Linked DNA regions of Bactrocera dorsalis: region 2 is linked to region 1. Evidence: chromatin contacts called from public Hi-C data. All regions are on one chromosome and are shown on one strand. Each heading gives the region's core, a stretch centred on a gene start, on an enhancer-like site or on the middle of the called end of the contact. The rest is flanking DNA. Distances are from core to core; before and after follow the strand shown. Region 1 holds the start of LOC125777750. Region 2 overlaps LOC105222901 (kinase D-interacting substrate of 220 kDa).

What was found. Hi-C and Micro-C count contacts between places; a contact is called where the count stands out from the background.
Region 2: a contact with region 1 is called in a Hi-C map of whole body, with 2.5 times the contacts expected there. The contact joins the enhancer-like site here to the promoter of LOC125777750 in region 1. A contact is called at or near these places in 2 of 2 Hi-C or Micro-C datasets (both in whole body).

Annotation. Positions count from the first base shown.
Region 1 is chr3:69,449,448-69,452,051 of ASM2337382v1, forward strand. LOC125777750 reads right to left here and starts at 1,317. Exons shown (of 2, transcript XM_049453205.1): 1 at 1,185-1,317. The region is part of intron 1 of LOC105222901 (kinase D-interacting substrate of 220 kDa); the gene reads left to right.
Region 2 is chr3:69,500,058-69,502,661 of ASM2337382v1, forward strand. LOC105222901 (kinase D-interacting substrate of 220 kDa) reads left to right here. Exons shown (of 14, transcript XM_029548934.2): 4 at 1-438; 5 at 510-2,027; 6 at 2,086-2,604. Among protein-coding and RNA genes, the nearest start is that of LOC105222900, 20 kb to the right of the region's middle. Within about 2 kb of position 1,309, the one cell type or tissue checked has open chromatin away from gene starts, as enhancers often do.

The sequences.
Region 1 (2,604 bases), core at 67-2,566:
GTTCAAGGAACTGATTCGCCTCCCCCGTGACAAATTCCGTCTCCTCGTCGCGATCTACACAGGGCACTGCAAGCTCAGGAAACACCTGTCCAACATGGGCATGGTCTTCTGTGCTAACTGCCGGTTCTGCGACCTGGAACAGGAAAAACCAGCACACCTAATCCTGGATTGCACAGCAATCTGTGGAAAAAGGCTTAAGGCCCTGGATCCCATTTATATCAGCAGGGATCATATCATCTCAGTAGCGTCCGGCAAACTCCTGGAACTATTCAGACCGTTGGGACTCTGGGAAGACATGCGATACAGGAGAGGGCACAATAGACTTTAGGTCGCGGTGCATTACCTCATAACACTATCTATCTATCTATCTATGTAACCATAAGTGCGCGAAAAACTACTCTGAAGTTGAGCAGTATCTCACAAAATATAAAAATTTGTAACTGTGCTCTACTGACCTGAAGCCCTATGTTCATCACCAGCTCTCTTTGCTTTCAAAGCTTTGTATTATCAACTGTTGGAACAACTATTCTATATTCGGCTGCATTTGTTTTACTCATAATTGTAGTTGTTTCTAAACAAAAAGAAAGCCACCTGTGCTTTTCAGCTGATTATCTCGAACGTATGTCGACTGCGTCAGGTCTGCTGATGAGGTGAGCGGCCGAGTGTTTATGCTGAGCAAATATGTATGTATGTATGTATGTATAATAGAACATCAAAATACTAAATGGTGCTCATAATTGCCTTGGCTGTGCAAGTAGTTGAGCGCTTCAGTATAATATAACAAGTTGGTCCTATGTATATACATACATACATACCTACATATGTATGCGGTACGCTGTCGAAAACCACCAAAAACATTTTGTTTACCAAATAAAATTGTTTTACTCAACACAAAAATTTGCTCTTCACAGAGTCACTAAGCCGCTATGCGTCTGTGTAAGCAGCTCTTATCTCATCGAGCTGTCTATCAGCTTTGACATACAAATTACCCCTAGACGTGTGGGTACATACATATGTATGCCGGGACTGCAGTGCATTCTATGATAGTACCGTACATTGTCTCAGCTCTGGCGGTTTATGACAGACTACGACGGGCATTTTTATGCAGTCACTGTCAGCGACGCGCGGTTACGGGAGCTGCGCGGCGAGACTAAACTAATCAGTGAAGTGAAGAAAGCATATACATAACTACATTATTAGAGGTCCGTGATTTCCACGGCTCAGCGTTAAATGGGGTAAAATCGCAAAAATACGCTGCTGCCTGTGTGGCCTTTGTTTTCGGAGCCTAATGATTGGTTTAACGGTAGTTCGAGTTGATACGCGCCATTAGTCAGCTCGCGCGCGCACGCCGCTATTTAGTTGAGTTTAGTCACTCGCCGCGCAGACGACTAAATTCGCACATTCATAGACGTGTACTAGTATACGCCGCCCCATCACCCCGCCTACCGCACGCTGCTCGGAACCACGCCACGCGCGGCGAACGGTGAACATTCCTTACTATATACATATGTACAAGTACATATGTTTGTTTGTCTTTTTGTACATTAATTTTGATTTGCTTTCGAACGAAATTGTGATGACTTTTACTCCAAACTGTGCGCGCGTGTGTGTGTGTTTTAGAAAATTAAAAAAAAAAGTTACGAAAAAGTGTGAAATTCGTAAAAAAATAAATTTGTGCTTCCCATCCAACAAATAATTTTTGTTATTATTGTTGTACAAATTTCCTTACACTTAAAAGTTAAAAGTGAAAAAATTATTATGAAGAAAGCGCTCAGCACCACCCAAGAGGATGAGGCGCCTGAGGAGGGCGCTGTCGGCGAACAAACGCGCCGCACTCCGCCGCGTCTCATGCAAATGGGTCGCGCTTTCTCCGAAATGTCACCGCTAAATCCCGCCTCGGCTTCGCCCTCCTGTCGCAGCCCATCGAGCGCGGCTGCTGGCGCCGCTTTGCAAATTCGCCGTGACTCTGGCAATTATGGCAGTATTTTTCCTTTTGGATTTTTGCGTCTGTCCCTACAAAAGACCGGAAGCTCGATACAGGTAAAAAACACTGTTGGCAACAACAGGCATATAGCGCTATGAGTTCTTTTTTTATTTGTTTATTATTTTTAGTTATCGCGTTCCTATTTGTTTGTTCGCCGCGGACATGGACTGTCGCTTCAAATACAATAAACACATAAATACATACGCGCGCACATAGTAAAATGTTAATATATATGTATTATACATACTATATACCCATATACATATGCATATGTATGAATATACAATTTTGCACATAAATAACTCGGTTTGTGCGTATGTGCTGCCGCCACTTGTAGCGCTGAAGCTGATAATCTCTCGTTGTCATATAACATTTTTGCAATTACTAACTGATAAGAATCTTTATTTGCACACACACATACACGTACAAACATTCGTGTATACTGCACATATATACGGTCTACCGTGTACCTTTTGTCTGCATATTGTTATTGATGCACAATGCTTGTGTGTGGTACAGACCCTGTGAGAAATTATACACCTCTACTTACATAGGCAGCTTTGACGCTTTAACTTCAATGATAGTACTACTCCCTTATTTGTAACAAATATATACTTTTT
Region 2 (2,604 bases), core at 59-2,558, 51 kb after region 1:
GGTTGGACGGCATTAATGTGGGCCGCTTACCGTGGCCACACCGATCTGGTGCGTTTTCTGCTCGAGAAAGGCGCGGACGTGAATGTGCATGGCAATTATCATTTGGGTCCACTGCTGTGGGCAGCAGGTCGTGGCTTCAGAGATATTGTTGAATTGTTGGTGCAACGCGGTGCTAAGGTGAATGTCGGCGACAAGTATGGCACAACAGCCTTGGTGTGGGCGTGCCGCAAAGGCAATGCTGAGATTGTCGATACGCTACTAAAGGCCGGTGCTAATGTCGACACAGCGGGCATGTATTCGTGGACACCACTGCTGGTAGCCACCTCAGGTGGACATACAGACTGTGTTACCTCACTGCTGGAGAAGAAACCCAATGTTAATGCGCTGGATAAGGATGGCATGACAGCGTTGGCGATTGCGAGTCGTGAGGGCTTCCAGGTGGGTACAGCGCGCCGTCAATTTAGTATATGCTATAAAAATAATTCGATGATTCCTTATTTCTCCCGTAGGAAATATGCGCGGCTCTTATCGCCGCTGGCGCCTACATCAACATACAAGATCGTGCCGGCGATACGCCCCTCATACATGCCGTCAAGGGTGGTCATCGTGGCGTTGTTGAAGCGCTGCTTAAGAAGCATGCTGATGTCGATATACAAGGCAAGGATCGGAAAACCGCTATATACACCGCGGTGGAGAAAGGTCACACGCATATCGTAAAGATGCTATTGTCCACCAATCCCGATCTTGAGGCGGCGACTAAAGACGGTGATACCGCGCTGCTGCGCGCCGTGCGCAATCGTAATCTGGAAATGGTGCAAATGCTGTTGGATCGCAAGGCAAAGGTGACGGCGAGCGATAAGCGCGGTGACACCTGCTTGCACATTGCTATGCGCGCGCGTTCCAAAGCGATTGTGGAGGCATTGCTGCGCAACCCCAAAAATAGTCAACTCTTGTACAGAGCCAATAAAGCCGGTGAGACGCCATACAATATCGATACCATACATCAAAAAACTATACTGGGACAGGTGTTTGGCGCGCGTCGTCTCAATACGAATGAAGACTCGGAAGGCATGCTCGGCTATGAATTGTACTCGTCCGCTTTGGCTGATGTACTGAGTGAACCCACGCTAACCACACCCATTACGGTCGGTTTGTACGCCAAATGGGGTAGCGGTAAAAGTTTTCTGCTCAACAAACTACGCGATGAGATGAATAATTTCGCGCGCCAGTGGGCGGAACCGCCCATCAATACGAGTGGCTTGATGTTCCTGGTAAATCTGCACATTGCGCTAGTACTGGGCACCGTAGTCGGCCTATCTTCGTGGTCTGCCATGTGGGGAGGTATAGCGGCAGTGCTTTATTTAGTGTTCACATACCTCCTGCTTGCCAGTATTAATTATGCCAACAACCATATGGACGTCTACTGGGCCTATTCGGTGCAACATGGCATTATGAAGCGCTTCGGTCGTCTACGTCTCATATTACAAGTGGCATTCTGTCATCCGCCCGGCGCGCAAGCGGACGCACAAGCGAAGCCGGTGCGTTTTCACTTTGCTGAGGCGAGTAGCGCGTCGCCTACGGGCGAGAGTGCGGTTACACATATGTTGGCTGCGCTCTATGAAGCCATCGAATCGCACTATGGTTGGCTGTCGACACGCTTGTATCGCGCGTTTCGTCCCAAGGCGTTAAAAGTGACATCCGGTTGGCGTTGGCGTCGCATGTGTTGCATGCCGCTTGTGATCATTTTCGAGTTATGTCTGTTAACACTTATTACGGGTATCTCGCTCGTGGTGGCGTACTTCACGTACGCTTCGGCTGAGGAACAAGAAAGTATACTCGTTTCGATTTATGTAATTTGCGCGATATTAGTGACTATTATCTGCACGAATTTACACGGACTGGCGAAGGCATTCGGTTCGCTCTTCATTTCACAAGGGCGCCATTTGCGTCGCTCGGTGCGTCTTAATGAGGGCGCGCCACTGACTGCAATGGGCGCCGAGGTGGCGCTTATGACCGATATGGTGAAGGTAAGTAGGTGTGATTTCGCAGTAAAAACTTGCAATAAATATGCTTGTGCCCCCACAGTGCCTGGATGCTTTTACGAATCAGCAAAGCCGTCTTGTGGGCGTGGTGGACGCATTAGACTCATGTGATACGGAGCGCATACTTTGTGTGCTCAACGCCATACAAACGCTGCTCTCCTCGCCGAATCGTCCATTTGTTCTGCTCATCGCTGTCGACCCGCATGTTATTGCCAAAGCAGCAGAGGCTAATAGCAGACGTCTCTTCACCGAAGGTGGCATTGGTGGCCATGATTTCTTGCGCAATTTGGTGCACTTGCCGGTGTACTTGCAGAACTCTGGTTTGCGTAAAGTGCAACGCGCACAAATGACCGCTATGCTCTTCAAACGCAACTACAGTGAGTTCCCTAACGAGGATGGTCCAACACTGGGACATTCGGTGTCGGCACGTCGCTTGTCCAATGCATCAGAAATAATGTCCAGTCAAGAGAAACTGCGCACCTCGCACAATCCCGGACGCAGCGGCAAGAAGATGCGTCTCTCCGAGTCGGTGGCCAGTTCTATTGGCTCGAATTTGCATCGT